Regions from separate parts of the Mus musculus genome. Here regions 1, 2, 3, 4, 5 and 7 are each linked to region 6. Evidence: chromatin contacts called from public ChIA-PET, HiCAR-type, HiChIP or PLAC-seq and promoter capture Hi-C data. All regions are on one chromosome and are shown on one strand. The core of a region is the stretch at or near the end of the contact, and the rest is flanking DNA. Distances in the headings are between cores, read along the strand shown. Region 1 holds the start of Ap2a2 (adaptor-related protein complex 2, alpha 2 subunit). Region 2 overlaps Kndc1 (kinase non-catalytic C-lobe domain (KIND) containing 1). Region 3 holds the start of Utf1 (undifferentiated embryonic cell transcription factor 1). Region 4 has its middle 5.9 kb from the start of Olfr524. Region 5 holds the start of Msx3 (msh homeobox 3). Region 6 holds the start of Psmd13 (proteasome (prosome, macropain) 26S subunit, non-ATPase, 13). Region 7 holds the start of Spef1l (sperm flagellar 1 like).

Region 1 (3,649 bases), core at 614-3,113, 680 kb after region 6:
TACTGTGACAAGTCTCTAGTTCAGACAACTTAAACAGAATTGTTCTCAAGGCACATTACCAATGGCAGCCTCTCCTTCAGTGAGTGGTTTGGAAGGATCATGTGCTCAGGTTCAAGGCTTCGGTGTGGGGAAAGTGATCTGGTGGCTTGTGTATCTGAGATGGCCATAGGTGGCACTGGCCATAGGTGGAGTCTTTCCTGTGTCCACTTGTCAGGCCTGATGTGGCACACTTGTGCGACACTTTATTATTATTTATTTTTGCTGTGACAAAAGCAAGCTAGGAAAAGGTTTTGTAGAAGCTCACAGTTGGAGGATATGTTCTCTCAGAATGGGAAGTCATGACTGTAAGAGCTCAGGCAGCTCGTCACATTGTCACCACAGCCAGGAAACAGATGAATGCTGTTGCTCACCCCGTTCCTTTTTATTCCGCTCAGGACCCTTACAGCCTATATTTATGGTGGGCCTCAATCAGACTAATCTAGAAACTTCCTGACAGGTGTGTCCAGATGTTTGTTTTCATGATGAGTGTAGTAGATCCTATCCAATATGACAACCAAGATTAACCATTTTTTAGACATGGCTCAGTGGGTAAAGGTGCTTCCTGGGACTCACAAGGTGGAAGGAAAAAAATTGACTCTCACAAAGTGTCCTTTGAGTTCCACATTGCACACCCCTTTCAATAAATAATTTATAATGAAATTATTTAAAATACTAACTATAGGATGGCTGTGGTGACTCTCAGAGTCAGTACAATGGAGGAGTCTGAGAATCTCCTGCAGTCTCATTCCTGTCTGGGCATAAGCAATGGGATTCCTATTGCCACCTGTCCAGCACTCCTTATATGGCCCAGAAGCATCTTTTTGATGGTGCAGACAAGCTGGAGGAAGTTTATTTTCTGGTGCTGGCTCTTTCACCTCTTAAAAAGTCAGGCAAATTCAGCAGCCTCACCAGAGATTTGGCTTATTATGTTCTCAGTTTCTTCCATCAGTCCTGGGACCTTGGTGGACTGCCTGATTTATAGGAGGGTCGTGCCTCTTATTCTCTGGACTAGGCTCTACCACATCTGTATAAAAGCAAGGGACAGAGAGTTCTGCCTAGTGGGTCTGGATCATGATAACCACCTTAGGTGTGAAGCTTCCTCTTCACAGAAGAGAGCTAGGGAAGAGCCACCATGATCTCCACTTCCTGGAGTGGTGGGCCAATCCCGCTCTTCTGCAAAATGGGTCCATAGGAAGGATCCAATGGGGCCACCTCGCTAGAGAGGGGAACAGGGGAGCAGAAGCAATAAGCAAAGGGGCCTGGATGAATGCTGAGAGGTTGTACTCCAGACAACAGTCACCTCGGCAAGAGTGGTCAGTCTAGCTTCAAGCCTCAGTTTCCCCATTTGTAAGGGAAGTAGGAACCTGGAGTAGCGCTTCCTTTTGTCCCAGTTTAGAGGCTTGTAAACGCCTCTCACTCCGGTTCCACGCCGGTGGCCTGGGGTAGGTCAGTCCAACTGCCAGGGCTCTGGGGCCGGTTTGCACAGGCAAAGGTTGACTGCTGTAGGTGCTAGTGCAGCCCGCTCCTCCCCTACACCCCTGTGTGACACTGGGTTGATCCCGCACTGGTGTCAGTGTCTCTGTCTAGGTAAAGCCGGGCTCACCCGTGAGAGCGAGATCGGGGCTACTCCGGTATACATTGGAAGGATCCTTCACCAGGCGGTGATACCAGGAGGTGTAGCGCCTGCGCGCTCCGCACAGCTCCGGTTCTCCAAGCAGCAATCCGGCTCTATCCCGCGCCACGCCCCCATCCTCCTCGTCCTCCCCCCGCCCCCCAGCACCGCGAGAATGCGCACGCTCTCTTGCACCGCCCGTCGCCGGGCGCGAGGCTCAGCGTGCGCGCCAGCGCGTGCGTCGTGCGTGCTCGCGCGCGCAGCCCAGCGAGCGGCGCTCGGGGGCCCGAGGCGGCTGTGGCTAGGCGGCTCCGCGCTCCAGGGCTCTTCGGCGTGACCGCCGCGCCCGTGCTGTTCTAGCCCGCCGCCGAGGCCGCTCCCGGGGCGCAAAGATGCCGGCCGTATCCAAGGGGGACGGGATGCGAGGCCTAGCGGTCTTCATCTCCGACATCCGCAACTGTGAGTGCCAGACGCCGGGCGGGCCTGAGCGGGGGCGCGGCCGGGGGTCCGCAGGTGCGGCCGGGGGTCTGGGGGGTTCGGCCGGAACGGGGAGAGGGGTGTGGGCCGGTGCGCGGGTCCGCTCAGGCTTGAGAAGGAGGGCTGTGGAGTGCAGATCGCGCGGTGGGGCGGGGGTCCCGCGCGGGCGCTTAGGGTGCAGAGCGCGCGTCCTGGGTGCACATCTGGCGGGAGTTGGTAGCCTGCTGCGGGGGGACCAGACTGGGGTGATGGTGGTGGTGTCCCAAGTCCTGACCCGAAGATGAGGTGTAGAGTGAAGATTCGTGCTGGTGAGTGGGGCAGGGTCCTGGAGGTGCAAATCTGGCAGTGGGGTTGGGGTAGGAGCAGAGATGTTAGGCAGAGATCTGGGGTGCGGACCCCTGGTAGAGTGATTGCATGTATGGGTTTGGACAGTTGGGAGATTGCCTGTGGGTGTTCAGACTGAGGTGCGGGGCTTAGGTGTCTTGAGATCTAGGTGTAGCGATGGGAGTGCGGGGCGCGGTGGGGAGTCTGTGGGGTTTGTGGCACAGTCGAGGGGTTTCCGGCCCTAGACGCCCCTCCCCAGCATGATGTCATCTTGGTCTTTCTAGTAATGGAGCCTTTAACCCAGCCTTTTCCAAAACAGCGTGGATTTCTCTTTGGGCGGGGATAGGGACACTATACGTCTCTCGGACCTGATTCAGGCGGCATGTTGGGCGATGATTAGATCTCACCCACTGCGATTAAAGTGACTCATTCCCCCAGGGAACCGGGAGCAGCCGGGTGTGGATGCTGGAAGCTGCGCCTGCTTCTCCGCTGAGCAGTTCTGTAGCCAGTGTCCCCTGGGTGGAAAAAAAAAATCTGCTCAAAGTGAAATGGGTCGGAAGGTTAAAGGTCAGGCAGGGCGGGTGCCCAGGACTTTGGCTTACAGAAACTTCTGAGGGTTATCAGACACCCCCTTACTGATGAGAAGAAAAGCCATTTTCCTGTCAGTTTATTTTTTTCTTGGTATCCAGCAAATAGCTGACTCCATGATTTTTGTTACTTTAGAGATTAATATGCTTCCTGAGGAATTTTGCCCAGTGTGTCGTCACACTAACACTTAAATTTATACTGTATTCCCTAAGACTGTGTGCAGGACCCCAGCTTGCCTGGGTCTGTAGGACTCTGGAAGAGGTAGATTTCTGTCCCTCCCTGCTCTGCAAAGATACAGGCATCCTTGGATCAGGGCTTACCAAAATTTTAGACAATAACATTCATAGTCATGAAGCATTTTGTTCTTTTCTTTTTCTTTTTGGTTTTTTCAAGACAGGGTTTCTTTAATAACCCTGGCTGTCCTGGAACTCACTTGGTAGACCAGGCTGGCCTCGAACTCAGAAATCCACCTGCCTCTGCCTCCCAAGTGCTGGGATTAAAGGTGTGCGCCACCACCGCCCAGCTGTTATTTTCTTAAAATTTTTGTAAAAAATTACATTTATAAGTGTTTGTGTTGTGTGTGTATGTGTACTCACCCACAAGCCATGG
Region 2 (3,594 bases), core at 471-2,970, 970 kb before region 6:
GGATGTTTTGCCTGCACGTGTGACTGTGCACCATGTGCATGCCTGGTACCCATGGGGGACAGAAAAAGGCATCAGATTCCCTGGATCTGGAGTTACAGAAGGTTGTGAGCTACTGTGTGGGTGCTGGGAATTGAGTTATCCAAGAGTATCAGGTGATCTTAACCACGGAGCCAACTCTCCAGCCCCTGAACCACATTTCTTTATCCACTCATCTACTCCTGGGGATTTGAACTGCTTTCCCTTTTTGGATCTGGTGAGTGGTGAAAGGTCTTGAACCTGAGTGGTCTGCTGTCCACTCCAGTTTCCTTTCAGATCTTAGGGGTACCCAGTGTTGTATCTTGAGGTAATTCTCTGTACTTTCTCGGAGGATCTGCCATCTTCTCTCATGGCAACTGTACCAGCTCATGGGTGAGGGCTCCTGTTTCTCCATACACTTACCCACACTCGTGTTTAATTTGGAGAACTTTTCCAGCCCCTGGCATAGGGGGGATACTGCAAGTAGAAACAGAAGCACTAAGCGCACATCTTTCTCCGTGGAAACCCTTCCTTGACATCAGGTGGACAAAGCGTTCTTATGTAACCCTTCTTTTCCACAGAGCCTGTCCCTGAAGGACCTTCTGTCTAAGCTAGGCCGGCCCTTCAGGGAGTACGAGCTGTGGGCACTGTGCCTCTCCTGCCTTAGCACTCTGCAGACACACAAGGAGCACCCAGGTGATGGGTCACCCTGCTCTCCTTGAGCCCTGAGCCCAAAAGCTGGGGAGGGAGAAAAGGGAGTGGGAGAATGGCTGCTGTGACACTGCAACCTCTTAGCCTGGAGTCTGGAGAATGTGAAGGGCCCAACCTACTTCACCCAGCCATTTCCAGGGGCAGAGCAATATGGACCATGTCCCCACCCATCCTCCCGTTTATTCTTAATTCGATGAGGGTGATATACCCTAACAGTGTTCCTAGGCAACTGTTGGCTAGAATGGCCAGCCCTCCAGTGTCTGTCCAGTCTTGACAGGTTTTTCTGGGGTCTCTGTGTGGTCTGGAATCCCCTGATGCTGGCAAGGGAGCTGCCCACACACGGCTGCATACTTGATCCGCTCTGTTGCAGCTCACCTGTGCCTGGACAACGTGTTGGTGGCCGAGGACGGGACAGTGTTCTTCGGACCGCCCCCTGCCAATGGTACACAAGGGTCACTCTCGGGGGCAGAGAACCAGAGCGGGTTCCCCAAGGAAGGAAGAATAACCAAACTGTGGTTGCCTTTCTAGGCGCCTACAACTCACTCTTCTTGGCTCCCGAAGTGTCAGAAGAGAAGCTGGTGACAGAGAAGGTAACCAACCACATCACCTCTCTCGCTCCATCCTCACCCTCTGCCCAGTGGATCGCGGGGCCAGATGGCCTAAACGTGGCACCCATCTTACTCGCGGGGCTACTGTAGCTGCGTTCACTGATGTCTTCTGAGTCATGGGCGTGCCCTGGGACGCTGGGCGGGACGAGCTCCAGTCCGAGGGCGTAGACCCGCCGCCACTAACAAGCTAATATAATAGGCTCTTATAAATTTTAAATTAAATGAACTAAATTACACTCAGAACCTAATGCAGCCCCCACCCTGGGAATCAGGTCAGCTGATCCTCCAGGCTTTGGCTTATCTGGTACTCGACAAGGCAGGGACCAGGTCTTGGGAGGGAATGGGCGGAGCAATATAGAAGGCGGGGCCATGGGGGGCGGGTGGGAGGAGTGAAGGAGCAGGGTGATACCAGACAGGGCCGAGCAAACCAAGGTTTTTTCAGTCTCCTATGCTGGACCCTGCTACTAAAGAAGTGGCACCTGGAAAACTCCGCAAAGGTAAAGGGAGCCTCCCCGGGGTCAGGCTTACTAGCCAGAGGGCCAGGAAGGAGCAAGTGACTTCAGCTGGCCTGCCTGCTCCTTTTGCTTGCACAATGTGTCTGGGGTCCATTGGCCAGCCTAGACCTGAGACCCTGAGAGCAACAGAGGTGTGCTGGCCTTGGCTGCCCATGCTGAGGAGTCACCCACGACGGTGCGGGGAAGCTAGGACTATAGACATGTGGACAAGGAAAAGAAATGAGATCAAAATTTGAACAGGCCCGAGAAGCTTGCCCTAGAAAACCAAGCATTCATGGCATCAGAATTCTAGAAGGAAAGAAAACTGTGGGCGAGGCAGAAGAGTAATCAGTGAGTGAGTAATGAATGAAAAATATCCAATTGTGTCAAAACACATAAGCCTACCACTCAAGAAACGGAAAAGAAGGGGATTAACCTAAAGAAACCAACGCTATGTTGTAGTGAAACCCCTCGGAAAGCTGAAGGTCAAAAGAGAAACAGTTTATCTATGTTCGGGGTAAACGGTTCAAATGGCAACTGAGTTCCTACCTGATGACCTTAAAAGTGGAAACCTTTTACCTAGAGTCCTCTGTTCCGCAAAACCCCTATGTGTCAAGAAGCTCTCAGAAGGAAAAACAAAAAGAACTAAAAATGTATCACAGACAAGAGTAGTTAGTGCCGTGGGTTCTAAAGAGCCAAAAGAAAGACTGGGCTTGCAAAATGGTTGATTCAGTGGCTAAAGCGCTTGCCGAGTAAAGCCCGGCAGTTAAGTCTGGATCCAAGCCCTAGAGTGAAGGGGTTCCGTAGAGAAATCTCGCACCACAGATTTCACACACACACCATCCACACGCAATAATAATATGGTTTTGGAGCCGTGTGTGTGTGTGTGTGTGTGTGTGTGTGTGTGTGTGTGTAGTATAAAGACTGAGCTGGAGAGATGGCTTGGTGGCTCAGAGCAAGTAGAGTTTTATTTGTAGCAGCCACAGCAGGTAGCTTCTCCGGTAACAGCTCCGGGGTATCAGATAACAGCTTCATTTGTTTATAAATGTCTGTGGAGGAAATACTTAATCAAAAGTGGGAGAGGCGAGCTGGATGCAGACTTGGAGGACGTTGACAATGATCCACTGTGCAAACAAGCCACTAGGAAGCAGTCTGATAGACAAAGGGATGCCCTAGAAACAGGGCAGGTGAAGCAGACGGAACGGGGAGCCAGAGAAGCAGGAAAAGAGAAAGCACGCAAAGCAGAGATGGCAGAGGGAGGGGCGTTTGCAAGCACCAGGACGGCAGGAGACACCACAAGCAGCGTCCTCACGTGCTTGGCTGAGATGGACACAAACTCCACAGCTCAGCCAACGTGAAGGAGATTGCTGTGATGGCCCAGAGCTACCAAGGGACTTGGGCTTAGAATCTGAAGACTCTTGTGCAGTGGCTCGCAACCTTCCTCATGCTGAGACCCTTTAATACAGTTCCTCACGTTGTGGTGACTTCCAACCACACATTATTTTCATTGCTACTTCATAACTGTAATTTTGCTACTGTTATGAATCATAATGTAAATTTTAGAGATGGGGTTTGCCGAAGAGGTCTTAGCCCACAGGCAAAAAAAGAAAGAAAGGAAGGAAGGAAGAAGGAAGGAAGGAAGGAAGGAAGGAAGGAAGAAAGAAAGAAAGAAAGAAAGAAAGAAAGAAAGAAAGAAAGAAAGAAAGAAAGAAAGAAAGAAAGCACATAAAATTTAACAAACAACTTGTCAGGACAGATGGCTCAGA
Region 3 (3,692 bases), core at 431-2,930, 940 kb before region 6:
GGGAAGCCTCCAGCACAGATGGAGTTTAACTACCCTAAGACCACTAGACTGAAAGTAAGCTCGAGATGACCACACGGTGTGTTGAATGGACAAAAAGGTCCCACCATCGCCAGCTGCCTGTCCCCAGAGCCACCAGATCCCATCACATGGGGGGCTTGAACCAGGTGATAAACACCTTGAAAACAACAGGCTGTAACTCAGAATACTGTCCCCAGGAAGCTAGGCTTGGAATGGCAAGTAGAGATGACCTGGCCTACCCCAGTCATGAGGAACACAGCCAGTGGTCCTTGGTCTTTGTTCAAGCCCCTAGTCACAAATCACTAAAGAAACAGCCGCTAATCTTTGCGCTACATTGTTGTCTTCGGTCCCACAGCAGGAGACCACCACAGTCCCAGAAGCAAGATGGCAGACTGGTACTCCTTTTGACTTCACTGATCTCTGTAAAACTAGGGCTACTAGGGACTTACTTGCCATCTTTTTAGGATGTTCCTTTTTCTTGTCTTGACTACATTGGCCAAGAATTCTACACTCAGACGAACTTTGAATATCGTTTTCTTAGTCTTAATCTTGAGGGGAAGAGTTGATACTTTGTCACCCTTTGTTAATAGATAGAAAGATTCCTTTTTGTAGTGTGTGTGAACTAAGATTCCAATTTAGCAGCCGCTGATCGCTATCAAATCTAGCACCCAAATGGCCTCCCTAGCTAGATGAGTCAACTAGATACAACATGTATCCATCCATCTTCCAAAGCCCCCAGCCAGAGCAGAATGGAGAGGATGGGTCTACAATTTGCATAGATAAACAACACATTCTGGTGCACTAGCCATACAAGGTGCCAGAGTTTTGTGTTTCTGGAGCTTTTCACAGGCTGTTTATGAGTAGTAACTAATGGGCGAAGCACAAATATAAAAACAAAAACAAACGAGCTGACTCCTCCCATCTGCCCTCTTCACTCGATCTTATTACATTGTACCTTGATTAAATGCTTTTTAAAAATGATTTATTTGGGCCTGGAAAGATGGCTCAGCAGGTAAGAGAGTGCTCTCACCGAAGGTCCTGAGTTCAAATCCCAGCAACCACATGGTGGCTCACAACCACCCGTAATGAGATTTGACGCCCTCTTCTGGTGTGTTTGAAGTCAGCTACAGTGTACTTAGGTATAATAACAAATAAGCCTTATTTTAAAAAGATGTATGTATGTATGTATGTATGTACTTAATATGAGTACATCGCTGTCTTTTGACACACCAGAAGAGGGCATCAGATCCTATTACAGATGGTTGTGAAACACCAGGTGGTTGCTGGGAATTGAACTTAGGACCTCTGGAAGAGCAGTCAGTGCTCTTAACCACTGAGCCATCTCTCTAGCCCTAAATGGTTTTTTGGGTTTTTTTTTTTAGTAAAAAAATTTTTACACGTTCTGTTTTGTGTAGCAGGGCAAAAAAACTCCGTTCTCAGGTCCTGGGTCCCTAAGGAAAGGACTAGAAAGGGGATGGGCTAGAATAAGCAAGGCACAGGCCAAGAGGAACTAGGTAGGCGAGGGGGCGGGGCGGCTAGACGATGGGAGGGTCGCAACGACCAGGTTCAGACGCAGAGGGCGGTGCGGGGTCCTTAGAGCGTGTGTGGGCGGCTCTGGAGGAGCCCTCCTCTCTGGTGAGGCCACGCCTTGGAGTGCACGCACCTCTACCTGGCTCAGGGATGCTGCTTCGTCCCCGGAGGTTGCCCGCTTTTTCTCCGCCGTCGCCAGCTAGCCCCGACGCTGAGCTGCGGTCGGCCGGGGATGTCCCGGTGACTACGTCTGATGCCTTCGCTACTTCGGGCGGGATGGCTGAACCCGGCTCGCCCAAGGCTCCCGTGTCCCCGGACTCGGCGCAGCGCACGCCCTGGAGTGCCCGAGAGACGGAGCTACTTCTGGGCACGCTGCTGCAGCCGGCCATGTGGCGCTCACTACTGCTGGACCGCAGGCAGACTCTGCCTACTTACCGCCGCGTGTCCGCCGCACTGGCCCGTCAGCAAGTTCGGCGCACGCCCGCTCAGTGCCGCCGTCGCTACAAGTTCCTCAAGGACAAACTCCGAGACTCCCAGGGCCAGCCGTCCGGACCCTTCGATAACCAGATCCGCCAACTCATGGGGCTATTGGGGGACGATGGGCCGCCGAGGGTTCGCCGCCGCTCTACTGGCCCTGGACGTCCCCAGCGCCGCGGCCGCTCGTCCCTCTCCGCGTTAGCACCCGCACCTGCACCGGTGGAGCAAGGTAGGAGCAGCCATGTGGGCAAGAAGGGTCTGGGTCTCCTGGGGAGGGGCGGAGCCCTGAGTTGGGATTCCGTACGTTCCGCGCGTTTCTCTCGTAGAGGCCGAGCTGCCGCTGGCTGCGGAAAATGACGAACCTGCCCCTGCGCTCAGATTCAGTTCTTCCACGACGAAGTCTGCAGGTGCCCACCGCATTACCAGCTCTCCTCCTCTTACGAGCACCGACACTCTGCCTCCTGAGCCGGGCCATACCTTCGAATCCTCCCCGACGCCAACCCCCGACCACGACGTGGAGACCCCGAATGAGCCTCCTGGCCTTTCCCAGGGCCGTGCTTCTTCCCCGCAGGTTGCTCCCCAGTCGTTGAATACCGCGTTGCTGCAGACCTTGACGCACTTGGGCGACATCTCAACAGTTCTGGGCCCTCTGCGCGACCAGCTGTCGACCCTGAACCAGCACGTGGAGCATCTACGAGGTTCCTTCGACCAAACCGTTTCTCTGGCGGTGGGGTTCATTCTGGGCAGTGCAGCCTCCGAGCGGGGCATCCTTGGGGACTTGCGCCAATAAAGCTTTGTTATCAGTCCTCTTCTCCAGAAACGACTCCCAGTCTACCCCGACCCCTGTTACTGTCCCCATCCCCATCTCAAACCTAGGTTCTTACCAAAATAAAGATTGTGTTTTCTACTTAATCCTGTGAATGAATTCGGACTCCAGGTCGCGGTAAGAATGGAACCCTAAGGGTAGAGGCTAAAAGACACAGCCCCTCGCCCCACAGTTGTGCATCTTTTCGGTGAAGATTTGGCGGAGTGGTACACAGTTGTTACCTGATGTTTGGGGCACCTGATGTGCGGAACCCCTCCACTGGTCAGCAGTGATTGAAACCCAGGGGCTGGCTGGATAAGGTACGTGGATGGCGGGTAGGCTAAGAAGTAGAAGGGCCTCTCTCAAGGCATTATGCTATTGAGTAAAGTAAAACATCCCTAAAGTTCTCGCCTATCCTGAGTAAAACTCAGTTTGAATACTCTGGGCCGTGTGAACCGGAATAGTCGGGGAGAACTTGGAAGACTTCCTCGGAGGTGTCAGATTTATAGAGAGAGGCTGGGGCCTGGGTATCAACCACTCCAACGGACTTAGCAAAGCCCAGCTGCCCAACTAGAACTTTCAAAGCTGAAATTCCAAGGTCCTCAGGGACTAGAGAGTCAGAGTGGGGGAGGGCTTAGGTGCAGGTAGAGGAAAGGAAGCTGCTGCCGGCACTTCACTAGCATAACAATGACGGCTCATCCTGAGGCTCCAATTTACAAATTCTGGGCCCATCCGGCCCTTACTGCTAACCCAAAGACTAAGTCTTGGCTAAGGGAAGTCCTGAGGAGTTTATCCAGATGGTCCCAAGGTCACAATTCCCCTTCTGAAGACTTGGAATGGACCTTCAGGTACTGACTTGTGG
Region 4 (3,902 bases), core at 288-2,787, 670 kb before region 6:
TTGGCTACTCATTTTCTCTTCAGCAATATCCATATCCCAGATCCAGAATAATCGTAGTTTCTGTGGGGGTCTCAGATGTGAGGATGAGATGTCATAAGTATCGATGCTGGGTGGCCTTGTGGTGGTAGTGGGAGCGCTTTGGAATGAGACTGGAATGTGCAGAGACTATGTATGGTCCTGTCCAATCCTCAGCCACTGCTCCACAATAGTGCTCCCTCACCCCCGAGAATTCGAGAGTGGGGGTATAGCTTCCAATACTCTGTTGTCCCTTTCCCACTGTTGTCTCTGCCTCTAGGCCTCTGCCTCCCTCTACCAGCATGCTCTTTCACTCTTAACCAACCCCATTTCTCAGAAAGAAGCCACAAGGTGGGGAACAACTTCCTGCTTCCAGTGATCTTATCTGTGCCCACAGGCATCCTGAGGCCCTGCATCTTTGCATGGTGTCCTGGTCCTTCCCAGATCTCTCTAGTGTGCAAAGTCTCACCCTGCTCTTCTTGTCCATCATTCTCTCCTGGCTTCTAACATCAACACCGAAGCAGATCTACCCTTCTATCTGAGGAGCAGACACGCTGAAGCCCCAGCTCTAAGATTTGCCTTCTTTCTCTCTTTGTCCCTCTTTAGTGCACACCTGCATGTCCTTCGTCATGCCCATGCTAGAGGGACTCCTAGGAAGGAAAAAAGAGGCCCACCCTCTCTGCTCCCTGCCCTCTCTACTTCTGGGAAGACCCAGTGAACACATTATTTCTCAAACATGTTTCCACACAACTTAGGCAGGGAAGGTGTTCCTACACATTTAACATTTCAAGTATATTCTAGATCAGTTTGTGGAGTTCTGTGCTCCCATAATTCAACATCTTTGTAGACTGAGGCTTCCAGCCTATCAGCTTGATGTATTTCCAGTTATTTACATTCCCTTTAGTGTCTCTCAGCTTTCTGGATAGAGGTGGCTTCATACCTTTCATGGGGCCAGTTCTCACATATTGGATATTTTTGCTGCTTCTACAAATGGACCTGTCTAGCACTCATTTTCTAATCCAATGTGTGGGGCACATGAAGATGAATAGCTGGCTCCTGTAGTTTGGTCTTCAGTAAGCTGGACTCTGCTGTGACATCTCGCTTTTGTGTACATTCTCCGGGCATTTCTACCTCAATGACATTATCTGGTTATGGCTCCCTGTCTAACCCTCTGGTGTGAGTTTTGTTCATCTTCCTGTGCAGGCTTCCAGCTCTTGGTGCAGAGTTGGTCAGATTTGTAAGAGCAAGAAGCAAGATGTTCGATGAGGGTGGGTATTCCCTCTGTAAAGCCTCTGGTTTGCAAACGCTTGGCTGTGATTATTTATGATCATAAATGGCCAGTGGATTTTATTCATTTTTGCACCTCTTATGATAGCATGATGATTTTCCTGTGTCGGTTTTTCTAACGTGGCAACTTAACAGCGTCTGGTTACGAGTGTCAGCTCTTCTCAGATGCTGGTCAGAGGAAGCTGCAGGAACGTGGCTGCTTTGTGGTTCTGGGTCTGGAGTTTCCTTTGGGTGGGACGTTCTGTTTCTTTCGAAGAGCTTTGAGGAGGTTTGGTTGACGTTTGATAACCACAAACAGTTACACAGTTAAGTGCTTTTGACTCAGGAACACACCCATGAAACCCTCCCTGCAAACAAGATAGCAGGTATCCCAGGGCTGCACACCTCCCTCCTTTCACCCTCAGGAGACCACTGGTGCTTTCTGATTCCAAAGCCGACTTTTCATCTCCTGGAACTGCAAAACATGCACCATGAGTAAAACCACCCAGTTTTAAGCTTTGATTATCCATGTCGCACATACCTGCGGCACATTGGAAACGTTTGCCACCATTTTCCATGGTCACCTATGGCTGATTAGAATACAGTGGAGATGTTTCAGTTTTTGGCAGTTAGGAGCAATTTTTATCATGAACACTGGTATGGTCTCGTTATTATACCTCTAATGTTTTAATTTCTTTTTCTTTCCTATCCCAATGTTTTAATTTATTTTATGCAAACACAAAGGAGAAAAAGACTTTGGCCCTTGGTAGGTAAATGTTTAGCTTATGAGACTCTCATGCTATCTTCCCTCAAAGTACTCAGTCTGGGGATGCAGCTGGCGCAGTGCCAAGAAAGTCATAGCTTTGGGGTGTTCCTTTGAATGAAAAAAAAAAAGATAAAAGCCAAAGGGTTTTGTTTTAAGAAACAGAAAGAAAAGAACAGATAAAATCCAACCCACAGGAAGAAAGAAATAACAATAATTAAGTGTAAGTAAAATATGGATTATCAACAAGCCTGGAGGTCAAGTGGATAAAATGTTAATAAAGCGAATTCCATCCTATCAAGACTAGTTAAGATAAAAGAGGAACCCCACAAATTATCAGTAGGGCTTGAGAGATTGAAGAGGGGTATCTTGTGTATGTCACTAATGGCTAAAAGTAATATAAGAAGTTTACAAATAGCTTCATCACAATTAATTTATCAATGAAGATTAACTTTACACATTCAGAAGCACCGATTCAATCATGGATAGATTATTTGAATATCCCTGTATCAGAGAAATTATCAGAGAAATTAAATTTATAATAAAAAATTTCCACTCTGGAGGCTCCTCAAAAAAAGAAAAAAAACCCTAAAAACAAAATAAAGCAAAACAACAACAACAACAAAACAGAAACAAAAAAAGAACATTCACATGACTCAACTACACAGCTCCTGTTCATGTGACCCAGCTACCCCACTCCTGGGCATCTGTGTGACCCAGCTACCCCACTCCTGGGCATCTGTGTGACCCAGCTACCCCACTCCTGGGCATCTGTGTGACCCAGCTACCCCACTTCTGGGCATCTGTGTAACCCAGCTACACCACTCCTGGGCACTCACACAGAAGTCTCCAGGTCAACATTTCACAGAAATACTTGCATATCAGTTTTCTGAAGAGGCACTCACAATGGCCAAGCTATGGAATAAGCCTAGGGACAAAGACACAAAACATACACAAAATGGAGCTTTATCCAGCTATAAAGAAAAAATTTAAGTTCTGTGCAGGAAAATGGATGCAGCTAGAGACAGTCATATTACATGAAATAAAGCCAGACTCAGACAAACACACAAAGAGAAAAGTGTTTTCTTTCACTTGTGGATTCTAGATTGTACATAGACAAATTATTCATACATATAAGACATGGAGGAAGATATAAGGCTGGGGAATGATGGTGACTAGCAAGGAGGGGATGGAGAAAATGAGGTGAGTGAAGGTGAATATGGCCAAAGTATATGGTTTAGTTATATGAAAGTATCATCATTAAACCTAGTACCATGTACAACGAATATGTCAATAAAATATTTTAAAATCTCACAGTAGAAAACATTGAGGGAGGTTATTGGAGATAGAAGAGTCTAAACAGGGGGAGGGTGAAAGGATAGAGAAGAGCAGCAGCAGCAGCAGGAGGAGGAGAAGGAGGAGGAGGAGGAGGAGCAGGAGGAGGAGGAAGAGGAGGAGGAGGAGGAGGAGGAAGGGGCAATCAGAACTAAGGGTTCTGGGATGGAGAGATGGCTCCGCTTTTAAGAGCAGTTGCTGCTGCTTTTTCAGAGAACCTGAATTTGGTTCTCAGCACCCATACTGGGAGGTTCACAACCGAGTGTAACTAGTTCCAGAGGATCTGATATCTTCTTCTGGCCTTTGTAGGCACCTGCACACAGGTAGTGTTAGCATTTCTTCTAGGTTCTGCCTCCCAGTTACCCGACAGCAGCCAGGTATGCCTGACTCACTATAAAAGGGGCTGCTTGCCCCCTCCTCAGTCAATTTCCCTCTTACTCTTTTACCCTCTTCCCTCTCTGCTTCCTTTCTCCCCCCTCCATGTGTTCATGGCAGCCTCTTCTCCCTCTCCCTCTCCCCCTCC
Region 5 (3,782 bases), core at 1,106-3,605, 830 kb before region 6:
GTCAGGTACCCTAAGGGCCTCAATCTTGCATGATAGGATTGAGACCGAACAGGATAGGACAGAACAGCTCAGATGGCCTGTTTTCTTTCCTCGGATAAAGGTAGAATAAAGGTACAAGTCCGGATTCCTAAACAAGTCCTCCGCTTTTCTACGGAGCACCAGAATTACAGAGGCAGCCGGCACTCAGAGTAACTCTTCTGGGACCTTCACAGGCCTCACCTCCTACCGCACCCACAATGGGAGATCTGAGATGCTCAACTCTCACTTTCTTCTCTTTATTGACTGGACACCTGCTGGCAAGAGGCTAGAGGTTGGTCCCTGCTGCCTTCAGCCCTCTGTCTCCCCCCAGCAGGCTCTTTTCGAAGAAGCTCAGAAGATGCTGGGGGCAGCAGCCACCCTTACATTAGGGCATGGCGCCAACAGTCCCCTCCCCTACTTCCAAGTCCATCCAGCGTTTGCCTCTAGCTCCTTGAACGACATATACTCTAAAAAAAAAAATAATAATGGTATAAAACCTAAAAAGTGTAAAAGTTTCCATTTGGTCACAACAGTTGGAGAGACAGTAATTTCTAACCGTCCGATTATCTCATTTTTTATTTTGATTTCTTCTTATGGAATTTGTTTTCTTATGCCAGCTCAATCGAGCCTCTCTGAAGTCCTCGGTGTCCGGGCAGAGTGAATACAGGGAGCACACCCACTCCAGAAATACTTTGTCGACTGCTTTGTAAGAAATAGGAAGAACTGCTTTTGTCTGTTTCAAGGACTATATGACGGTGTGTTTTCTTTCAGAAAAACAGATTGATGTGGGCAAGGTTTTAGGAAGGTTTAAAGTATTTGTAAGATGTCTATAAATAGGCTCCAGTCATCAAGTATAACACCGTATAAACAGGAGGAGGGGGGGGGGGAAGACTAAAATGAAAAGTCAAAAGTTACCAGGAGCATCAGCGGCAGGCAGAACTGTGCGCAACCCTGAGCCTAACCAAGAGGTTAGGGCTTGATTCCATGATCTAAGACAAGTAGTACATGCCATAGGCCGCGACAGGCCCGGCGAGGATCCCAGGAACCGCGTTGCCGCCGAAAGTGGCCGCGGAGCTGTGCAGCTGGGTGCCCAGCGGGAAGGGCAGGGCAAACGCCGCCGGCAGTAGTGGCTTCGCTGCCAGCTTCAGCTTCTCCAGCTCAGCTTCCTGCAGCCGCTTGGCTTTGGCTCGGCGGTTCTGAAACCAGATCTTGACCTGAGTCTCAGTGAGGCTCAAGCTGCTGGAGAACTCGGCGCGCTCCGCAATGGATAAGTATTGCTTCTGGTGAAACTTGCGCTCAAGCGCCAGCAGCTGCGCGGTGGTGAATGGCGTCCGTGGTTTGCGATTGGTTTTGTGTTTGCGGAGGGTGCAGGGTGGAGGGCTCGGGGCACCTGAAAGGAAAGAGAAGCGCAGGGCGAGCGCTCAAACTCTGGCTGCACACCCCTATTTCGACCGACCTTCTTCCACCCTTACAAAGGAAGGTTGGTGCTCCGTGGCTCCGTGAGTGCTCCGCTCAGCGGTCCCCAAAGCCACGTGGATAAGCAAACCAAGGAGGCAGGGGAGTGGAGGAGGCGCCCTAGACTTAGGTCTGCTCTCCCAACCCGTGATCTTGCACCCCAACTAAACTGGGGACTAACTATTTGGAAAAAGAGCTAAACTGGGCCTGGAGGCTGTCCAATAACCGAAGACGAGTAGCGGTCAGGTCTCCAAACAGACCAGTTAGCTGTCGGGGGCATACGCAAAGTGGGCAAGGGGTGCAGGAGCGTGAGCGACCCGGAGCGGAAAAGCATTAAGGGTATTTGTTGTGGGTTGCGGACCTCGACCAAGAAGAGACCTGGACCTGGCGGTTGGGCTGTGCACAATGTTGGGCGCCCACCGCCAGTTATCATTGCTCTTGGACTGAGCCGGTTAATGGCTAGTAATTACTAGCCACTAGTTCGGAGCAACAGTGCGCATACCCCCACCCACCTTGGACTTTCGAGCCTTGACAGCGCGGTCGCTTTTCAGGGCCTGAGACCGGGAGACTGAGCACTTACGTGGGGGACAAGAGTGCGCGACTGGAGGGGGCCAGGCTCCAGGCTTCGAGGCGCCGAGCGGCCTCTCCACCCCCAGCTCCCCAGACTCGGAGCCCGGTACGCGCTCAGCCTCCAGCAGAGACTCGACGCTGAAGGGGAGTGGTCCGTGCTCTGTGTGGCCCCCGCCGCGAGCTTCGAGCCCCGCCGCGTTCATGTCGAATGTCGCCCGGGCCATGCATGGGATGGCGGGTGCGGGGCTAGCCGCCCGGCTGGGACGCGTGGGACCCAGCGGCGGTTTATTTTGCTAGGACCTTGGGCTCTGTGGTTCTCGGGCCCCTCCGCACCCTATAAAAAGGTAGCACCGCTTTCATGCGCCGCTACCCAATGGTTGTTTCAGCCGATGTGCGGGTCTCAGTGCGGGTTGGATTCAGTGTTTCGGGGGCGGGACCGACAGAGAGGGGCGGGGCTTCTGCCTGGGAACTGAGTGCCCCGAGACCTGGGGTAGCATTGTCGTGCCCACGTCAGGATTTCGGGACTTACTGCCGTCTGTAGGAACGCTTATGAAGCTCCTCCAGCGGGAAAAGCTGAGGGGGCTGTCAGTCTTGGGTAAAGAGATGGTTGGCCTCAGCCTTCTGGAGTGGAGGAATGGACTGCGCGCGAGCGCTCATAGTGGAGCTACGTCCAGGCATCAGTTCTTTGCTGGCACAGTGAGCCTCCGCGCTTAGGCAGAGCGCAGCTATGGGCTCGTGCCTACTACAGTGCTGTTTAATGAGGCTGATCGGCTGTTCTTGCTGCGTTCCTGGCTCGCACGTGTTTTAGTCTGCACCGTGGGGTTCTAATGGGACCAACACGTCTCCTCTACTGATCTCTTGAGGTCGAGTTGTGGCATCTTTAGTTTCGCTTTGGTCTCTCTTTGAGCTCTTGGAGTCTCCAAACATTTTCTGGGCCACTAGCAACTTCGAGGGCTGAACTTGCGTCCCAGTTTGGGCCAGGAATGGGCTAGAAAGACGCGTCCTGGGTCCCAAGCGCAGAGGCCAAGGGAAGATGGTGGAGACAGATCTCTTAGAGGAAGTTAGCATACTAGCCCGTCATGCAGGCACCTCAGGCTGCTCAAACAACTGGATGCTGGGCGCATCGTTGTCTTCTGGTGTCCTGTATTTGCCTGGCGGCCGATGCAAATTCCTGAAAGGCCGCCGGAGAGTATCTCTGTTGATGCAGTCTTTCCTTGACCAGGCAAGCAGTGTGGGAACCTCTTGAAGGCGCTTTAAAAAACAAAACAAAACAAAACAACCCGCCAGCTAAGGATTCTAAGGAAGGGTGGATCTGAGGCCAGATAGAGTCCCTAGCTCCTGGTAATACTTTCCCCCAAATCTCACTGTTCCTTTGGTTTTAAAACAAAACAAAACAAAACAAAACACACACACACTCACACACACACACACACACATCACCAAACAAACAAAAATGTTCTTCTATGTTGCAAAGCAAACTGTGGCGGTAGCGCCATAAAAAGAAACCAGGGCTTTGATTTTAGAATACATTGGGAGGTTGATTTAGGAAATAAAGTCTGATTAATATCCTAGAGCACAAAATCAGCAACCTACATCTCTCTATAAATTTGTTTTAGACAGCCAAAAGTACTTCAATGGAGTACAGCTTTGGGGTTCAGTCTGATTGTTGAGCTCAGTCAGAGAAATTAATTAAAAAGTTTTTCTTCGTGTAAAGTTTGAAGCTGCTCAAAGGGGCTAGC
Region 6 (3,729 bases), core at 111-2,610:
GATAGCCAATAGACGTCTGCTGACTTTTTTTTTTTTTTTTGAATATGCAGTGTGATGATTTCTCTCTAACTTAATATACTCACTTATTTCAAACTGAAAATATCCCTATTATTGATCACTCTCAGGACTCTATGAGACATGTTACTATTTTGCAGACAGTATGACTGTTGGTAAAAATTTTTAGTTTCACAACCTTTATGGGGGACAATTAAAACACAAGTAACAGCTGGATGTGGTGGCATGTGACTGTAGTCTCCGACGCTTGGAGGGAGGTGGAAGCAAGGTGGATCCGGAGTTCAAGGTCATCCTCCTTCACACAGCCAGCTGAAGGCCAGTTTGAACAAGAGACCAGTCTCAAAATAATACAAACCACGTAACCTTACCCAAGGCTGTCTACTGAGAATTTGTGGTCCAAATGGGGTGCAAACACGTTTATTTATCACGTTATTTGTAATAATTCAAGATTAGAAAGTATTCAATAAGGAAATGGTGATATAAATTATAAGACATCCATACAACGAACTTCTATAAAATATTTCAAAGACTGTGCTGCAATAGTTACATAGAAAAACACCTTTAAGGAGAAGGTAGTGATGGCCGGTCAGCAAAACCTTGTAGAAGGGCGCGCCTGCCGGGTCCTTACTCCCACAATTGCTTCCAGCTACCCGCCCCTAAAACGCCGCTGATAGCCTATCTGCGAGATCCCGTGTCTCCCCTGCCGTGGCTCACCTCCCGGACCCCACAGTCTGAGCGCGGCCAATGCCAGTCGACCGCTTAGCGCCATGATGCTCTGCAGGACGACGGCGCCTAGAGGGTCAAGCGCCATCCGAATCCCCGCCCCCGTGAGCCAAGCCCCGCCCTCTCGGCACTCTTACTCCCGCCCCCCCTCTGGCCAAGTGCCGCCCTCCGGCGCCTTCCCTCGGCCGAGCCCAGCCCAGCCCCCGCACGATAACCCGAAGTGTGGAAGGCTGTGTTTATGCCTGGTGCTGGCAGCTTCTCCCTCTGTGGGACTCTGACTTATTGGTTGGGAAGCCAAACCGGGAGATTTCATCGTTTTACGCCGCTCTCGACCTCCTTGAGTAGGCGGGTGATAACTAATGCTCTCTGAGCGATTTGCATCACACCTAGTCCTCGCCAAACGCCATCCGGTTTCAGAGGACCCAAGTCTGCAGGCTTGAGGCTACGTGACCAGTCAGTGGCTAGCTGTCCCCAGGCACCTCTACTCTTTAATGCCTCAAGGGCAGGGCCAGAAACCCGGGAGAAGTTTAGCGGAAGTCAAGAACGCGGTTACCTTGACGACCGCAACCCGTGAGGCTAGTGGGACGCTCCCAGCATGCCCCGCGCGCCCGCGGTGCCGGAAGTGAGCGAGCACTTCCGTGCGCCATCCCTGCCGGTTCTGACTGCTTAGTGCTTGTGTTGTTCCCAGCTCTCTGCAATCATGAAGGATGTGCCGGCCTTCTTACAGCAGAGTCAGAGCTCCGGGCCGGGCCAGGCTGCCGTTTGGCACCGTTTGGAAGAGCTGTACACGAAGAAGTGAGCTCCGAGGCTGGGGCGGGAGGGAGAGGACTGTGGGAGGGCCAGGGGCTCTGATCAGTCCGGAGGGTCAGGGATGTGGAGGAAAGGGGTCGAGATAGCCTTAGGAGCAGAGCTGTTAACAGGGTTCTGTATCTAGACTCCCTGCGTTCCAGCCTTACCAGCTTTGATAAGAACAATTACGAATTGCTGACTTTGATATAAGAATTTGCCTATGAAAAAACACCTCTTCCTCAGAACCTTTCCACATGACAATGTCCAGCAGTTAAAACTCTTAGTGATTTCAAGAGAAATTTTTCAGTGTTTAGTATGTACCTGCCTATATATGGTGTAACATTTTGTGTTTTTCAAAACACTTTTATCTCTATTATTAAATATTATCCTTTAGTCTTGGTATGAAGTATGCTATTTCGGTGTCCTAAAGGTTCATATATTGGCTTTTTTAAAGTATTGGCTTATTTCATCCTTCCTATTGACAGATAAGATTGAATATCAGTTTTCTATTCTGTGAGGTATTCAGCTAATAAGTAAGAGAGAATGGAGTTCAAAATATAGCTGTAGAATTCTAAAGTCACAACCAATGCCTTCAAGGCTGAAGGCATCCGTTTCTTCACATTAGGATGTGGGGCTGAGGGCTTTTTGTTTTGTAGGTTGTGGCATTGGAATTCCAGTTGACACTCAGAGTGGGAGTTGACGCTGTCTCAAAAAGTGTTCTCCAGTGTTACCTAAGAAAACTGAGTCTTGAAAGGATAAGTGACTAGGGGGTGCAAGCAAAGTCAGTCCAGAAATAGGCTTGAATTGGCTGGCGCTTGCTTTAACTCCTGGCTGTGCAGTGGGACCTGGGAAATACTTGGTGTTTGATGGGACCGTCAAGGCTGAAGGCATCCTTTTCTTCACATTAGGATGTGGGACTGAGGGCTTTTTGTTTTGTAGGTTGTGGCATCAGCTGACACTTGAGGTGCTTGATTTTGTGCAGGACCCATGCTTTGCCCAAGGAGATGGTCTCATTAAGGTAATGACTTACCAGACAGCTCAGACGATGTTGAATATAATTACAAACTATTATTATTCATTTTTATTTACTTTTAACGTGTGTGCGCCCAAGGATGCCAGAAGAGATCTCCTGGAACTGGAGTTGCAGGCAGTTGTAAGCCAACTGGTGTAGGTGCTAGGAACCCAGTTTGAGTCTTCAAAATGCTCTTAAACTATCACTGAGCCACGTCTCCAGACAATTTTTGCTTGCTTGGTTGGTTGGTTGGTTGGTTTGTTTGAGATTAGCTGTGGCTGTATAGCTCTGACTGGCCTGGAACTTGCTCTGTAGACCAGACCGGGATTGGATTCACAGTCCACCAGTGGTTAGCCTCCTCCAAGTGCTGTCATTAAATATATGCAGTGTCAGGCCCAACTCTGCTCATGGACATTTAAAGACAAGAGTGGGGGGAAGGGGCGGCATTATGGTGGTCACACTAAGCTGCATCTTTTAGCAATCACTTTGTGCCACGGACTGCTGTAAGCACTGGGCCCTCATGACAGCACTGAGAAAGTCTCTCTCTTTCTCATATGTAATAGCAGACGTAGATAAGTCACCATAGCTTACAGCTAATAAATCCCAACACTGAAACAGACTTTCTGGTTTTTACAAGTTTAGACTAGAGCTGGGAAAATGGCTCACTGGAAGTATGTGCTTCCATCCACAGGCCCTATGCATGCACCTCACGAGACAGCACCAAAAGGGGCCAATGGCACACCTGCAATCCCAGCACTTAGAAACTTGAATCTGGAAGATGGTTAGTTAAAGACTAACCTGGGTTACACAGCAAGACTGCTAGGGAGAGGGACGGTTTAAAGGGCTCTCCTCACTTCCCAGCTCTCCCAGCCCATCCACGCACAAGGGTTCCACTTGCCCAGAGATTTCTGGCCAGAGTAGTGTAGAAAAGAGAAGTCCTCTTCATTTGAAGGTGAGAGGGTTGAGGGGACGTGGTACTATGCTATCTCTCTAATGGAGCATTTTTTAAATTTTGTCAGCAGAAAAAAAATAAAAACACACTCTTTCCCATGCTTTGTCAGAGTCCTTAAGGAATACCCAGGAATTTTCTCACCAGAAGCCTTCTTTCTGGAACTTTCTTGTCATCATCTGAATTTGTAAAGAATAATTAGTTTATAATTGTAGCTTTAGTTATTTCTCCTGAATACATT
Region 7 (3,617 bases), core at 385-2,884, 900 kb before region 6:
CTCAGTGCACATAGAATAGACTCGATAACTCCAGGCCTGTTGGATACCACCCTTTGGATATCATTATCTGAGATACACAAGTGCAGCTTGCGAAAGACTTTCCTGCAAAGAAGGTAGGAGCACATTCTCAAAGCAGTACCATCAAGGACTGGGAGTTGAGCCCTCCCTGAAGTTCTATGCTCCCTGCAATGCCTTCCAGCCACTGGGCAGCATCTTGCTTTCTCAGAGAGCCCCTTTGTGCCCTGCACTTGAGTGGCGCATGGCTATCTCATTCTTGGCCTTTGGAGCTATGTCTCAGGAGATCGCAGAACATGGGGTGCTCTATCAGGCCATGTTCTCTGCATTCATTCTCATCTCTCTACTGGCTTGCCCTCGGTAAATCCTGTTGAGACAGCTCAACAGTACCTGGAAACCTGCAGCTGGGCCCTCTCAGCATGATCATCTCCCTTGAGGTCTCTTTTCATCTCTTCCCTCTCAAACATAAGCCCATGAGATTAGACCCAGGCCTGAGCCCAGCAATGTTTCTATTCCAATCTGAGCCAGTCTTTTGGGGGTGCCCACACAGGTTCTCCACCTTGCTCTGCTCAGACACTTCCCGAGGGCCCTCTGTGATTGGACTACATCAGACATATCTGCCCGACTCTGTCCTTGAGATCACTTATTATACACAGGCAGAGTCTTGTCTGAGGACATTTGGGGAGGTGAAGTAAAACTCTACTGATCCGTAAGGGAGCAGGCTAGCTGATAGGCTGCCCTAGCACCCCCAGGAGTGGTACTAGGGGTACTAGTGCCCTAGTACCCCTGGTTGTGGTACTCTTCTATAGGCAAGGACCCACAGTTAGGCAGTCAGAGACCCATGGCTGGAGAGAGCATCCCGGGGTCAACCTAGGTGGGCTGAGCTCCCAGGCCTTGCCTGTTGAGAAGGCTCCAGTTGCTCAGCTTCTGGTCTGTACTGCAGGCTGGGACGTAGCTGTGCAAGTCCACCAGCCGAGGGCGGAAGTGCTTCACAATCTCGGCCACCAGCACTGTGGGAATGCGAGGGGAACTTGGCTTGCCTGGTCAAGACCCTGGGTTGCAACTGTAATCCCTGACCACATGAGATGCATGGAATGGAGTGGGAAGGACACGAGCTTTTCCTGGGGAGCCCATAATTGTCCCCGAGTCTGGCACGGCACCTAGACTCCAGGTCAGACCAAGTGGTAGGATGGCCTGGGAAGCTAATACAGCGTGAGAGCCCAGGGGGAGCTGGAAGAGCCACAGGAGGCCCTGTTTGCTACTACCTTTCCTAAGGAGCACGAGTCTGGACTCAAGAACCGCTCCGTTCCCCCAACACCCACACCCGTACTAGGGGGCTGGAGGCAAGGGTGGCCCTCAGCTTTGAGTCCTCTTCATCATCCGCCCCATAGCGCCTCGCCCTCACTCGCACCACCATCACTGAAGTCCCGAGCCAAGTGGCGCTTGGGGCGGCTGAGTGGGAGCCGGTCCAGCCAGGCGCAGAGGTTATGAATATCCCCAGGCGTTGGCAGGAACGAAGCTGAGCTCGGCTTGGAAGCACTGAGCATGGCAGAGAAGTGGGTGTGCAGCAGAGAAACACAGCGGAAGAAACCTGGCGGGTTTGGACCGTTGCTGGGAGACGCGGCACAGCCGGAAGGGGCGGGGCCCTAACCGCGCTGGTCCCTCCCTCGATCCCAGGAAGGATTGGTCCTCCTGCACGCCCAGAGATCGGGCTGAATCAAGGTGGATGGTTAAAAAACGAAGGGAGATGGTAGGTGAAATTGTTTGATCTGGTGTAATAAAAACAAACTGCCATGTAGAATGTGATCTATAATCTATTGATAAAATAGAATCTTTATTAGTGAATAGTGTTTAGTCATAATTTCAACAACTAATCTGTTTCAATCCGGAGATGACGGCAACTTCTTGTCCCAACACCCCAAGAACGACGTCTTTTCCTTTCCTAAGTCTCATACACGAGTGGGATGTAGATACAGGAACTGTGCCTTGGAGAGAGGTCACTGTGTGAGGGCCAGTGCAGAAGTTGCTGGGAGGGGACTCCTGGCATTCTGTCCACCCAGAGACAGACAGACTTGATCACGCCCACTGCAGGGTACACCGCCCCTGCCTAGCAACTAGCATACGCAGATGTATGGTCTAAGCTGGCCAAGGCCAGTGAGAGGCCACTGGTTCATGAGGGCATCTGGACAGCAAGAGCCACAGAAAGATTATTCCTGAGGTAGGAACAGCGTGTGCAGGTCCAGCCTGGGTGGTGGTTGTGGTGTTGCTGAAGGAACACATTTATAGGAGCAGTGGTATCTCCAAACGTCCACAAACGATGGCCCTGGGGTGCCCTAGCTGGTCACCTCTTCTGGATGGGGACCTTCAGAGCAACCTTTGGCTCACCAGCTCCCTGCCAAGAAAAAAAGGAAATCGATATTAAAGAGGACCTGATAAGAGAGAGGTCCAGCTGAAAATACCCATTGCCAGTTCTTTAAATTTAGACTTCCACTTCCCCTAACAACAGAATGGGCCCGACCTCACAAGATGACTGTACTAGCATTTCATATATACTGTAGACTAGCCATATGAAAAGGAAAATTCCATAGCCCCCGAAAGCCGCAAGCACTGGAAAGTTCTGGCAAATTATAAAGCAGACATCAAGCCTGTTATTGAGGATTTTTTTTTCTTTCTTTTTTTTTTTTTTCAAATGTCACTAAAACTTACCAGCTAAGAAAATGAAAACAGCCACTCACCCTCCGAAACAGTGCCACAGTCAGCAGGAGGGTTCCTGCAAGATGGACTCCCCCTTCCCCTTCCCCTTCCCCTTCCCTCTGAGGCTCACCTGAGTTGCTCCAGGCACCGTCCCTCCAGTCCCGGGCTTGACTGGTGGTGTCGGGGGTGCAAAGGTTGGCTTGACCTGGGAGGAACCAGACACAGCTGACTGAGAGCATCTCCTAAGTAGGCCAAGTACGGCCCTTAGCTTCATCCTGAGGCTGTCCTGCTCAGCTCCAGCCTAGCCTGGAAGGCTTCTGTCTGCACGCAGCTCAGTAGGAAACATCTGCATGGCCTCACCGCTAGGAAGATAAAGCCCGAACCTGGCAGAGCTCCTCTTCTTGGCTAACTGTCCCAGCCAATCATCTTGCGGCCTCCCCAGTATCCCACACATTGCCCTGAAGCTTTCAGAACATGGGTCTTTAGAAGCTCAAAAGGAAAGAATTAACTAGGAAAACCCGTTTTGTTTCCACATTGTTAAAGAGGATGGTAACATGGCATGATGGGCTTTAGACACATTTTTCCCTCCCCCCCCCCCCCAGCTTCCTTTCATCCCTGCCCAGGATTCCCGTACCCTGCTCCGTTCTGCCTGCCGGGACTGTGACTAGGATGACATTTTCTTCCTTTTCTTTCTTTTCCTTTTGTTTTGTTTGAGACAAGGTTTTTCTGTATATCCCTGGCTATCTTGGACTCACTCTGTAGACCAGGCTGGCCTTGAATTCAGAGATTCAATGGTCTCTGCCTCCCAAGTGTTGGGATTAAAGGGATTTTTCAGCTCTTATATAAGTCTGAAATTAGTCCCTGGCCGGACACAGTGGTGCATGCTTTTAATCCCAGCACTCAGGAGT

The links. ChIA-PET counts read pairs in DNA pulled down with a chosen protein or histone mark. HiCAR-type assays count read pairs that join an accessible place to other places. HiChIP or PLAC-seq counts read pairs in DNA pulled down with a chosen protein or histone mark. Capture Hi-C pulls out chosen DNA fragments and counts their contacts.
Region 1: a promoter capture Hi-C map of adipose tissue shows a contact between it and region 6, with 4 times the contacts expected there. The contact joins the promoter of Ap2a2 here to the promoter of Psmd13 in region 6. A contact is called at or near these places in 2 of 39 promoter capture datasets (neutrophils and pre-B cells), 1 of 115 datasets of contacts at active chromatin or transcription factors (pancreatic cancer cells) and 1 of 9 other capture datasets (adipose tissue).
Region 2: a contact with region 6 is called in an H3K4me3 HiChIP or PLAC-seq map of embryonic stem cells, with 7 times the contacts expected there. The contact joins the enhancer-like site here to the promoter of Psmd13 in region 6. A contact is called at or near these places in 3 of 39 promoter capture datasets (cranial neural crest, embryonic stem cells and hippocampal neurons) and 4 of 115 datasets of contacts at active chromatin or transcription factors (astrocytes, embryonic stem cells and forebrain).
Region 3: a contact with region 6 is called in a promoter capture Hi-C map of pancreatic islet. The contact joins the promoter of Utf1 here to the promoter of Psmd13 in region 6. A contact is called at or near these places in 6 of 39 promoter capture datasets (the HPC-7 cell line, cranial neural crest, frontonasal cranial neural crest and 3 more), 14 of 115 datasets of contacts at active chromatin or transcription factors (the NIH/3T3 cell line, the SCID.adh cell line, astrocytes and 6 more) and 2 of 9 other capture datasets (embryonic stem cells and pancreatic islet).
Region 4: a contact with region 6 is called in an RNA polymerase II ChIA-PET map of effector CD8 T cells, with 8 read pairs. The contact joins the enhancer-like site here to the promoter of Psmd13 in region 6. A contact is called at or near these places in 3 of 39 promoter capture datasets (the 3T3-L1 cell line, cranial neural crest and stem cell-derived epiblast-like cells), 1 of 484 Hi-C or Micro-C datasets (embryonic stem cells) and 3 of 115 datasets of contacts at active chromatin or transcription factors (the SCID.adh cell line, T-cell acute lymphoblastic leukemia and effector CD8 T cells).
Region 5: an H3K4me3 HiChIP or PLAC-seq map of embryonic forebrain shows a contact between it and region 6, with 7 times the contacts expected there. The contact joins the promoter of Msx3 here to the promoter of Psmd13 in region 6. A contact is called at or near these places in 8 of 39 promoter capture datasets (the 3T3-L1 cell line, the C10 cell line, cranial neural crest and 5 more), 1 of 484 Hi-C or Micro-C datasets (muscle stem cells), 16 of 115 datasets of contacts at active chromatin or transcription factors (the SCID.adh cell line, acute myeloid leukemia, bone marrow-derived macrophages and 12 more) and 1 of 9 other capture datasets (pancreatic islet).
Region 7: a contact with region 6 is called in a HiCAR-type map of astrocytes, with 4 times the contacts expected there. The contact joins the promoter of Spef1l here to the promoter of Psmd13 in region 6. A contact is called at or near these places in 7 of 39 promoter capture datasets (the 3T3-L1 cell line, cranial neural crest, embryonic stem cells and 3 more), 3 of 484 Hi-C or Micro-C datasets (bone marrow-derived macrophages, cortical neurons and embryonic stem cells), 16 of 115 datasets of contacts at active chromatin or transcription factors (acute myeloid leukemia, astrocytes, bone marrow-derived dendritic cells and 10 more) and 1 of 9 other capture datasets (liver).

The regions. Positions count from the first base shown.
Region 1 is chr7:141,560,317-141,563,965 of GRCm38.p6, forward strand. Ap2a2 (adaptor-related protein complex 2, alpha 2 subunit) reads left to right here and starts at 1,864. Exons shown (of 22, transcript NM_007459.3): 1 at 1,864-2,110. The coding sequence starts at 2,044.
Region 2 is chr7:139,912,886-139,916,479 of GRCm38.p6, forward strand. It overlaps Kndc1 (kinase non-catalytic C-lobe domain (KIND) containing 1), which reads left to right. Exons shown (of 31, transcript NM_177261.4): 7 at 597-711; 8 at 1,097-1,168; 9 at 1,255-1,316. Among named protein-coding and RNA genes, the nearest start is that of Kndc1, 20 kb to the left of the region's middle. Within about 2 kb of position 1,721, at least 41 of the 459 cell types and tissues checked have an H3K27ac peak or open chromatin away from gene starts, as enhancers often do. A contact at or near this core is called in embryonic stem cells, where this site is marked.
Region 3 is chr7:139,942,176-139,945,867 of GRCm38.p6, forward strand. Utf1 (undifferentiated embryonic cell transcription factor 1) reads left to right here and starts at 1,681. Exons shown (of 2, transcript NM_009482.2): 1 at 1,681-2,254; 2 at 2,352-2,937. The coding sequence starts at 1,699. The coding sequence ends at 2,815.
Region 4 is chr7:140,206,739-140,210,640 of GRCm38.p6, forward strand. It overlaps a transcript of Cd163l1 not described here. Among named protein-coding and RNA genes, the nearest start is that of Olfr524, 5.9 kb to the left of the region's middle. Within about 2 kb of position 1,538, at least 33 of the 459 cell types and tissues checked have an H3K27ac peak or open chromatin away from gene starts, as enhancers often do. A contact at or near this core is called in the SCID.adh cell line, T-cell acute lymphoblastic leukemia and effector CD8 T cells, where this site is marked.
Region 5 is chr7:140,046,733-140,050,514 of GRCm38.p6, forward strand. Msx3 (msh homeobox 3) reads right to left here and starts at 2,356. Exons shown (of 2, transcript NM_010836.3): 1 at 2,054-2,356; 2 at 1-1,408. The coding sequence starts at 2,267. The coding sequence ends at 1,008.
Region 6 is chr7:140,881,034-140,884,762 of GRCm38.p6, forward strand. It overlaps Psmd13 (proteasome (prosome, macropain) 26S subunit, non-ATPase, 13), which reads left to right and starts at 1,361. Exons shown (of 13, transcript NM_011875.4): 1 at 1,361-1,533; 2 at 2,467-2,545. The coding sequence starts at 1,439. It overlaps Sirt3 (sirtuin 3), which reads right to left and starts at 836. Exons shown (of 7, transcript NM_001127351.1): 1 at 730-836.
Region 7 is chr7:139,977,121-139,980,737 of GRCm38.p6, forward strand. Spef1l (sperm flagellar 1 like) reads right to left here and starts at 1,635. Exons shown (of 7, transcript NM_001033465.3): 1 at 1,427-1,635; 2 at 914-1,025; 3 at 1-102. The coding sequence starts at 1,562. It overlaps Adam8 (a disintegrin and metallopeptidase domain 8), which reads right to left. Exons shown (of 24, transcript NM_001291066.2): 23 at 2,840-2,914; 24 at 1,812-2,407. The coding sequence ends at 2,357. Gm16201 (a long non-coding RNA gene) reads left to right here. Exons shown (of 5, transcript XR_389973.3): 5 at 1-1,860.